2 separate regions of the Sus scrofa genome follow, and region 2 is linked to region 1. The links are chromatin contacts, called in public HiChIP or PLAC-seq maps. All regions are on one chromosome and are shown on one strand. The core of a region is the stretch at or near the end of the contact, and the rest is flanking DNA. Distances in the headings are between cores, read along the strand shown. Region 1 has its middle 45 kb from the start of C1GALT1. Region 2 overlaps COL28A1 (collagen alpha-1(XXVIII) chain).

What was found. HiChIP or PLAC-seq counts read pairs in DNA pulled down with a chosen protein or histone mark.
Region 2: a contact with region 1 is called in an H3K27ac HiChIP or PLAC-seq map of alveolar macrophages. The contact joins two enhancer-like sites. A contact is called at or near these places in 2 of 47 Hi-C or Micro-C datasets (both in liver) and 1 of 2 datasets of contacts at active chromatin or transcription factors (alveolar macrophages).

What each region holds. Positions count from the first base shown.
Region 1 is chr9:77,552,068-77,557,428 of Sscrofa11.1, forward strand. No RefSeq gene overlaps it. Among named protein-coding and RNA genes, the nearest start is that of C1GALT1, 45 kb to the left of the region's middle. Within about 2 kb of position 2,849, at least 10 of the 83 cell types and tissues checked have an H3K27ac peak or open chromatin away from gene starts, as enhancers often do. A contact at or near this core is called in alveolar macrophages and liver, where this site is marked.
Region 2 is chr9:77,702,247-77,707,607 of Sscrofa11.1, forward strand. The region is part of intron 27 of COL28A1 (collagen alpha-1(XXVIII) chain); the gene reads right to left. The region is part of intron 2 of LOC110255476 (a long non-coding RNA gene); the gene reads left to right. Among named protein-coding and RNA genes, the nearest start is that of COL28A1, 140 kb to the right of the region's middle. Within about 2 kb of position 3,250, at least 42 of the 83 cell types and tissues checked have an H3K27ac peak or open chromatin away from gene starts, as enhancers often do. A contact at or near this core is called in alveolar macrophages and liver, where this site is marked.

The DNA of each region.
Region 1 (5,361 bases), core at 1,599-4,098:
CCAAAACCTCATGGTTCCTAGTCGGATTCGTTATCCACTGAGCCACAATGGGAACTCCCCTGGTACCATTTATGTTGAATTTCACTTTACATTACTTCTGTCGTTAGATTGTAGAAAAATGGTAATAAAATCTAGGAAGTAGTTTGAAAGAAGTAATGATTCAGCTTTTTCTTCAGTTTTATACAAGTCTGTCTGCCTTACATCTGTACTGTTCAGTGGGGTGTGTGTGCACATGCATGTGAGCAATAGGAATAGAAAGGTACAGTTATTTCATTTTTATTTTTATGGCCAAACCTGTGGCATATGGAAGTTCGCAGGCTAAGTGTGGAATTGGAGCTACAGCTGCCAACCTGTGTCACAGCCATAGCAACAAGGGATCTAGGCCACATCTGTGACCTACACCACAGCTCACAACAACATCGGATCTTTAACCCACTGAGCAAGGCCAGTGATTGAACCCACATCCTCACAGATACAAGTTGGATTCATTTCCGTTGCACCACAACGGGAACTCCCAGGTATGGTTACTTTAATAGTTTTTTTTCTCTTTAAAATGTTAAAACTTGCTTTTCATGTGTATTAGATTTATGTAACAAATAATTTTATTCTATGTGGTAAAGATATATGCTTAATTAGACATAAAAGTGATTTATTATATAAAAATTAATTTTTACACACCTACTTGCCTGGATGAATTTCCCCTCCCTTCTTGCCTCTGAACTTCTGGCTCTTTGAATATTTCCCTATACTTTTCTTCTTTCATCCCATATCTCTTTTTTTTGGGCTGCGCCCCCAGCATGCAGAAGTTCCCAGGCCTAGGTTGGAACCCAAGCCACAGCGGTAACAATGCTGAGTCCTTAACTGCCAGGCCACCAGGGCAGCAGTTCTGTTATCTCCTTAGACTTGTTATTGCCCCCATTTTCCATTAGCGTATATGTTTTAAAGACCTTTTTTAAATCACATACTTTTTGTGAATTTCAGTTCCCTCTCACCAGCTGAAGGAACTTTCCTAGAATTCACAGAAAGGAGAAGGAAGAGAACATTTCTTAGAATTAATAGAAAGGACTCGGAGTTCCCGTCGTGGCGCAGTGGTTAACAAATCCGACTAGGAACCATGAGGTTGCGGGTTCGGTCCCTGCCCTTGCTCAATGGGTTAACGTGGTGTAGGTCGCAGACGCGGCTCGGATCCCGCGTTGCTGTGGCTTTGGCGTAGGCCGGTGGCTACAGCTCTGATTCAACCCCTAGCCTGGGAACCTCCATATGCCGCTGGAGCGGCCCAAGAAATAGCAACAACAACAACAAAAGACAAAAAAAAAAAAAAAGAAAGAAAGGACTCATGTAGAGAATACATGTCAATAAAATCCTAGAATTTCCTCTTTCCTATGGAAATGTTTCCTTTTAGATGCTACCACCCCAAAATGTGAGTGCATTTTTTAAATACTTGAAAACATTATTTTTAACCCCAAATTGATGTCATCTCCTCTGGCAAAAGTGGTGCATGAGATTTTGAATGGCACTCATTGTGGCAGAGGTAGCTTTTAGGAACAGAATCACAAGTATTTTTCTACTTTATTTGAAGCAGTGAAGCAGAGGATTCTCCTCTGGTTGCCATCGCCTGCTTCTCTGGGCACCATCATCTTGTGCTGTGACTTCCTCCTACCATCATGTTGGCTCTGAGGAAGGGATTTGTCTTCTCTCTTATTACCACAGCACAGACCAGACATTCCAGAATGTTCTAAAATAACAGAAGAAAAGGTCCAGAGAAGAATGTAGATATGCTCCCCAGATCCCTGGTGGGATCTTCTTGCCTTTTTCTAAGCTGTGTTTTCCTTGCCACCTGTTTCCAGAGGTAGCTGAACCACCCTCACTAGAAGCATCCCAGATACCACTGAATGTTTAAGAGTCTCAGCCAAATTGACATCAACCCCCAAGAAAAATGAGGAAGCTCTCCCTTCACCCCATTCTAAAGCTCTCTGCTCACTTCCTGCTGGAGAACTGGCCCCTCCACGGGAAACAGAGTGAAAACATTCACTACCTTCAGAGAAAATCCCACCTTTACCCTGAGGAGTGTGGTCTGGATTTGTAGCCCTGAAAGGAAAATCACCCAGTAATCTGACACTGTATTTCATGAAGTCTGTGTTGTTTGTTCTTTTTAGTTTGCTTTGGAGGGGTTTGGTTTGTTTTTTGGTCATGCCCATGATGTGGAAGTTCCCAGGCCTGGATTGAACCCTTGCCCCAGCAGAGACCCACGCCATTGCAGTGACAGTGCCAGATCCTTAACCCACTATGCCACAAGGGAACTCCATGTTCTTAAATCACACATTGGAGCAGCAACAGCCAAATCCAGGTGAGACTACACCAGGCTCAATCCTGTTCCTACTTCATCTTCCTGCATTAAGTGTTTCAAACACGTCTTAGGATCCCGTTTCAGCTACGGCCACTTAAATAGAATACAAATCAGCCTTGAAACTTAACAGAATGTTACTTTATAATGTCATCTTCCTTTTAAAACTAGCCAGTTTCAAACCAGTCTTCATCCTCTTTAAAATTTCAAAAGTGGAAGCAGAAAAAAAGGGTTGGGAAATAAATCACCTGTGTTATCTTAGTGATCCCTCACTAGTTCTGAGATCCTTAAGTAAAATAATACTTGGTGTTATTTTCCATCTGAAGGACTCATAAATTTACTAGGTTTGACCTTCTTTTCAGATTTTATTGTCTTTATATTCTCTTAAGCTAGTAAGTCTTCAAAAAATTTTACCAAATGGAAAACTGGTGTGCAGAGGTCAAGTGACTCAGAGCAAGTGAAGCAGAACTGAGTGGTGAAATTTAACCTGAGTCTGAAGTTTCATAACACACCAAGATCCAGTCTCCTTTATAATATACTGACTTAGAAGGTGGAAAGACGGTAACAACTGCTTGGTGCTGGTAAACTTTAAGATCACCAATGACCTCATTTATGGCTAATTGATTACCTCATAGTAATGTAAATTAGTGCTTTAATATGGAATCTTTGCTGTGTATTAAGCAGGGTAATTTAATTAGCCTCAGTAATTCAGTAGTCTTTACAAATCCTAAACTTGCAGAATATTTTCTAAATTTGCTCTTTAATAACACTAGATCACTGCATAGGATTATTTGAAACCTGCTTATCAGGATGTGCTTTAAAGGGTTCTTTTATTTTCCTTTCTGCATCTAAAATCTTGGATGTAGAATTACCCAAACTTCTTCTTATTACTGAAATTCAAATAAGTGAAGCAAGGGAAACAGATGGTATAAAAATGTGAGGCAGTGACTTTACCAAAAGTCCAGTTATTATCATCGGTGAGAGTATTATTTTTATTGTTTTTAACGAAGTTAAAGAAAGTAGATTCATTTACTTTGAACTGACACTTTTTTTCCAGACTCTACCTTGCATAATAGGGTGCTAGGATGTTAATGGTTTCCTCTCTAAAAGTTACTGTCTTTCTCACATCTAAGGATTGGAAATCATCCCCACCCCATGGTGTATCATGTTTACATTAGGAGCTGTCATCGTTACTTCCTCTTTCACCGCTCCACAGGTGCTTCTTCCTGAGGTTCAACCCAACCTGTTCTAAGTCAGCAAACATTTGACTTCTTTTATTAGCTTTAATATAAGTCAAAATCACACCCAGGAGGCTGGAGTGTGGTAAAATAGACATAAAATCTCCTAACACCCTCATAGTACACCAATCAATACACACCCTCTTTTATGTGAGAAAGAATGACAGAAATGATCTGACAAGGAACAGTCTGGCTTCTAGAGCCAAGGCACACTGACGTTTAAGAAAAACTGACGTAACAGAATGAATTTATTTAAAGCTAGAGGAGTCGTCAATACCAAACCTAGCCTAAACCCCCTGGATTGTGACCACAGCACACAGATATGTTTCAGCTATAATGTTTAACTAATGAAGTCACAGCTTGAGATCCTTTTAGTTGAACAAACACTTATGCATGACCTACTCTTTGCAGGCATCTTCGGGAGATATAATTCTTGCTCTCTGTGAATCTAAAATGTCATCTTTCTAATTTTCAACTAAATATGTAATTCTGTTTTTCCCCAATTCTATTTTCTTAAATCTCTTCATGTAAGACTGTATCCTAGAAGTCATTGAGTATGATATTCACAAAATTCCAGCTAGTAATTTTATCTTTTGCTCTCAATTCATCTCCCCACTGGAAGATAAAGACCGGGGTGGTGAAAGGGTGAGTTGGTGAATAGGAATAATTGCAGTCTACTCTCCTACCAAACTGAAATCACATCAGGCATGTGACCTTAACATATAAAATCAAAATTAGTATATTCACAATGTCTATGCCTCTCCAAATTTTTCACCTTTTCATTATTAGCTTTCTGACCCGTTTTTGGCAGATGAAATTGAGACTTAAAATGCGAAGTTCATAATGCAGTTTTAAAATCAGTAAATTTGTTTTCCAGTCATATTTTAGATTGCTAGATTGTCTGCCCATTGTTTCTCCAATTAAACCCAAGAACACATACATGTATGCCTACACACACAAACACATCCAATGTGGAGGCTCTGGTAGTCAGTCTATCCTCAGGGTTAATGGGACATTTTTAGGATCTGTTGCTGGCCTGAGATGAGCATGCAGGATTCACACCCACAGGGAAGCAAAGGGGATAGGTGTGTGCAGAGGGAGGTGCTGAACTCTAAAACAGACCTAAGAAGGGCCTGAGCCAGTGCCTCAAGGAAACTCTGGACCTGGGTTGGCCCTTCGGCCTTGTCCACCTGGCCCTTATACAGGTATCCTTCATTTTTCAAAAGTTGCTTTCCTCCACTTCACTTTTATGAAACAGCTATATTAGTTCCTATTTTTGCTCATCTGAAGAAATCCAAAGAGGGTTTTTACTTTTATGAAAGAAAGGTGAAAAGTGAAAATAGTATTCAGCATTGCTTTTGCAGTGATGCAACCTTTACAGTGACCACACGCACCTTGAGCAGAGGAGGGAGAGTGGCATCGCCAAGCTCCTTCCCTGGGAACTACACTCAGGACCTCAGCATCAGGCCACCATAGTTTTGAACTGTGTTGTTGAACATCTATGCTCTATCTTGATTTACTTTGTGCATCTGTTAGCAAGATGCGTCCTAAGGTAATTGCTTCTTTGCTTTATGCGCTTTCAGTTCATGAGAGTTTTCACAGAAGGCATTCCCATTATGGCTCAGCAGGTTAAGAACCCAACTCCTATCCATGAGGATGAGAGTTTGATCCCCAGCTTCACTCAGTGAGCTAAGGATCCTGCGTTGCTGTGAGCTGTGGTGTAGGTCACAGACACAGCTTGGATCTGGGATTGCTGTGGCTGTGGTATAAGCTGGCAGC
Region 2 (5,361 bases), core at 2,000-4,499, 150 kb after region 1:
TTTTTTTTTTTTTTTTTTTTTTTTTTTTTTGTGGAGGAGAATGAGGACATCTTTATTCAACCAGTTACCTAGTTGAAGATGCCGTGGTGTTGTCAAGGAGATGCTTGGAAGCACTGGTACCTGAGTTGGGGGGTTGTGAGGGTTTCTAGCCAGAGGTAAGAGAGATTAAAGGTTCACAAGAGAACTTTCAAAGGAAATCTGCAGCTGGCTCTGGTCCAGCCACAAAGGACAGAATAGTATGAAAAACAAAAGGAGCTGGGACTAGGGTTGTGACGATGGATTGATTATCATCAATTTACAAAAAGTGGATCCAGAAAGAACTTGATACCTTTCTGACAATTACTAAGAATAATTATCTAGGAGTTCCCGTCATGGCTCAGTGGTTAACAAATCCGACTAGGAACCATGAGGTTGTGGGGTTGATCCCTGGCCTTGCTCGGTGGGTTAAGGATCTGGCATTGCCATGAGCTGTGGTGTAGGTAGCAGATGCAGCTCCGATCCCGAGTTGCTGTGGCTCTGGTGTGGGCCAGGCGGCTATGGCTCCGATTTGACCCCTAGCCTGGGAACCTCCATATGCTGCGGGAGCAGCCCAAGAAAAGGCAAAAAAAAAAAAAAAAAAAAAAAAAAAAAATTATTTATTTTACAACCTTTCAGATTCCCATAGCAGCTAATCTAGAAGATGTACAATAAATATTTGTGACTAGCTACATTTAAGAAATGACACAATTTCTTTGCAAAGTTAAAAGCAACTATGCCTTCAATGTCATGCCCTGGGGGAAAAGCCTCAGAGTAGCCAATTATCATGTTAGAATCAGTTCCTTGTTCAGGAATTTATTTCATATTACTTCATAATATAGACATTTTATAAATAACTGTTATTACTGTACCTATTCCAGGCAGCTGGGTTTCCCTATAATAAAGGCATTTTTAAAAAACCGTATTTCCCATCAAAATATTTGAAGGTTTCCTATAATTTTCAGAGGAGAAAGTCTGGCTAAAAGCATTTAACAAGTCCCTGCCTTAGCTTAGCCAAGGTGAATACTATGCATTGAGATTTTTTTTCTTTACAAGTTTCAGGAAAATGATAGGCAATGACTTCAGGGTGGGTCAGAAGCCACTGCAAGAGTGAACCTGTCTATCTGAAGGTACAATTAAGTCCAAATTTCACACCCAGATTCTTAATCACTATATCTCATGCTTAGCTCTTTCTTTCTTTTTTTTTTTTTTGTCTTTTTGCCATTTCTTGGGCCGCTCCCGCGGCATATGGAGATTCCCAGGCTAGGGGTCTAATCGGAGCTGTAGCTGCCAGCCTAGGCCAGAGCCACAGCAATGCAGGATCTGAGCCGCGTCTTCAACCTACACCACAGCTCACGGCAACGCTGGAACCTTGACCCACTGAGCAAGGGCAGGGATCGAACCCGCAACCTCATGGTTCCTAGTCGGATTCGTTAACCACTGCGCCACAACGGGAACTCTGCTCTTTCTTGTTAAAGATGTGACTGTTTGAATTATTCAGATGATTGGTTATTCTCTGCAAGAGAGATTTCTAAGGATAATTTCTAGGAATAACAGTATTTTAATAGATTTTTTTTTGTATTACTGATGTCAGAAAACAAGAATTTTTCTTTCCAAATATTTTCTCAGTAAGGAAAAATAATCAAGTTCACAGATGATCAAAAAATATAAAATGGATGTCTGGTTGCCTCTTAGGATGTAGAAAACTAGAAAAGACTGCCTGTATTCTTAACACTTTAACAAAAAATGCTAACTAATCTAGGAGGTCATAACTTTCCTTAAATCCACCTTAGAGCTGTGGTTGCAGGGCAACCCAGGCTCCTCCAAGGAGAACTAGGACAGGGACACTTAAACCTGCTGGAGACACGGATGTCATTCAAGCTGGAAGGGGAAGTTCCGCTAAAATTCTTAAATTGTTAAAGGCCTCATATGGGCTAGTATGAGAAGACAGAACCCTTCAGTCACAAGAGGGATTCACCCCTGCAGGCTCGCTAGTGCTGGAGAGACTGACTGGGAACAGGGCCAGTGCCCAAGCTTCCCTAGTGCTGCAGGCCTGGGGGAGGGAGGAGGAGCAGTCCCCAGGGAAAGGCATGAAGCCCCATGGGACAAAAATCTTAAACTGCTGGAGGAAGTGCAGCAAACACTGTCACCTCTAGGACAGGGGTGATCCATGGTGGCTGAGGGAAAGAAAATGACTAAAAGCTACAGGAATGAATCCTGGGCCCAGACCTCTGCAGACATCCTGCTGCCTGGGGAGGGTCAGGAAACCATCCTCAGGCCAGACCATTAGAGACCTCCCATGCGTTTGCTGCAACACATACTTCTGACCTTGTCTGTGCTCCCTGAATACCCTTGTCCCATCTGTGGGCTAGTCCAGCCCACCAAACACACCTAAGACATCTTCCCTGAGCAACCACCACCCCTCCCCCCGCCACCCCCCGCTGGCATCCCTGGCCAAGAGTAACTCCCTTGGAGTTCCTGTCATGGAGCAGTGGAAACGAATCTGCCTAGGACCCATGAGGTTGTGGGTTCGATTCTTGGCCTCGCTTAGTGGGTTAAGGATCCGGCATTGCCATGAGCTGTGGTGTAGGTTGCAGAAGCAGCTCAGATCTGGTGTTGCTGTGGCTCTGATGTAGGCTGGCAGCTGTAGCTTCATTTGGACCCCTAGCCTGGGAACCTCCATATGCCACAGGTGCGGCCCTAAAAAGCTAAAAAAAAAAAGGGGGGGTAACTCCCTCATATCTACCCACACCTCTCCTGCAGAGCATCACAGAGAAGGTTTGGGTGCTCACATCCTTTTTGCCCCCCTTATCTTAAACTCCCAATACAAGTACTTCGTCTTATTTATCTCTCTACTCTGCCAGGTGCCTGTTCCAGGGCCCTGCATATCATTCTGAGCTGGAGATAGTGGATGTGGGGGCGAGCCATCTTTTTGGTAGAAGTTACCTAGAGACAGTGCATCCTCAACCCTGTCTTATGTAGCCTCACAAACGCGCATGGATATCCTGGTAAATTTCTTGATAGGCATTTAGGGATCCATGTGGAAAAGAGATAACAAGATAGAGATGCACGGAAAAGTGCCAGTGGCAATCTCCATGTGGGTCAACCAAAGGAGGTATTTATAAGCAGGCCGACCTTATTAATAATTCCTGGGGCACTGTCTTTGGAGACCGCTGAACAAAGCAGGTGAGGGCTTTGCCCACAAGTCAGAAGACCACAGTGACTCATGCAAGAAGCATTCTGCTGACTGCACAGGCTGAGTCAGCCCTGTCGCAAGGGCGCAAGCGACAGTGGGAGGTGCTGATCTGTGTGGCCACAGCTGCCACCGCAGCAGCAGAAAGTGGAGCCTCCTCTTTGGGGCCTCGTAGCACTATGTTCAATCCCGTGTGTAAGTTTGCTGAATGAAAGGATTCCAGGAAATGTACTCTTCTATTTTCCATCTATCATTTCATTAACACAAAAGAATGGACCCAGAAGCAGCTGTGTGCTGATTTCATAGTGGGGTAGGCTGAATAAGGGCTCCCCCAAGATATGCAGGTCCTATGTCTCGAACCTGTGAATGTTATTTTATGCTGGGGGTGGGGAATACTTTGGCAGCTGGATGAAGTTAAGGATCTTGAGTGGGGAGATTATCTTGGGTTATCAGGGTGGGTCCTAAAAGCAATCTCAAAAATCCTTATAACAGAGAAGCAGGAAGGAGGTTTTGCCAAGAGAAGGCCCTGTGACTGAAACAGTCAAACAGAGGCAGAGAAAAAAAATGTAAGCCACTGGCTTTGAAGATAGAGGAAGTGGCTATAAACCAAAGAACATGAAGAACTTGGCTCTAGACTCTGGAAAAACCAAGGGAAGATATACGCTCCCCCTCCCTAAGCCTCTGGACTCCTGGTCGGTGGGACTGCAGCCACATAAGATTCATTTCAGCCTTCTGAGCTCCACAGTTGCAAAAGAAAAAACTGGTATTGTATTAAAAATCACTGAATTTGTAGTGATTTGTTAGGGCAGCCATAGAAAACAGGAAACTAACACAGATACTAATATTTTCATTCCTCTTACTTTTAGTAGATAAGATCACAACTCAGAGCACTTTGCATTGTTATCAAAAAATAATTTGGCTCAGAAATCATTTGTATTTCAGGTGTCACAAAGGGAAAATTCTAATATTAAAATAGGCCATGAGTAGTGACTAGGGTGGCTTTGTATTTTGCAGGCAAGAACAGTTCTCTGAGAAGTGATGCTCAACTGTGGCATCTCTCCTTCTAAGAGACAGAGCAATGCTGGAAAATATTTCACACAAAAGAGGTTATTCAATATACCAATGGCCTTTGCAGGATAGCTGGAAACTAGTGGAAGAAGGCTGTGCATCACTAAGGATAATGGTTCATAATCAACAAGCTCATCCCTTCTAAACTTTCCCTGGTTCAGATATACGTCACCTGTGGACTAAGTTATTACAATAACTACTTAATCCATGTCTTTACTTCCACTTGCATGCATCTATACCACAGATTATCAAATGTGGACAGGAAAAGGAGCTGCTACAGGGTACCCTCAGGATGCAAGGGGAGAAGTATATTTCCAACCACACAGCCCACCTGCTATCCCCACACCACTTCCTAAAAAGGAAACAGAGTTTCTGATGGAGTGTTCCAGGCATGTGAATAGTGAGGAGAATGAGAAGCACTGACCTCAACTGTAATGCACTAAAACATGCACCTGGCCCCATCACTCCTGTTTTTAAACCTCTTCCATGTTATTTCCCAAGAAAATGGAAAACATAAAAATGTGCCCACATATGTTCATAACAGCATTATTTATAAGAGCCAAAAGGTAGAAACAACCCAAACGTTCATCAGTGGACAAATGGATAAACAAAATGTGGTATATCCATATAATGGAGTATTACTTGGTCATAAAAAGGAAGTTCTAGTACAACATGGCTGTCCCCTGAAAACATCACACTAAGTGAAAGAAGTCAAAAAAGACCACATATTGTATGATTCTATTTATATAAAATGTCCAGAATCAGCAAATCCATGGAGACAGAAAGCAGTTTAGTAGTTGCCAGGGGCTAGAGGTTGAATGGGAAGGGAATGGAGAGTGACTGCTATGAGACACAGGGTTTCTGTTGGGCATGATGAGAATGTCCTAGAATTTGATTTCACAATTGTTGCACAACTCCGAAAACACTAAAAACATTGTACTGTACACTTTAAGCAAATGACCTGTATGGTATATGAATTATATCACCATGAAAGTGATTTTTTTTAAAGAAACACTTTAAGGCCTCTCTTTCATCAGAGCAATGCTTCTCAAATTTTGGTGCAGATCAGAAATATCTGTAGAGCT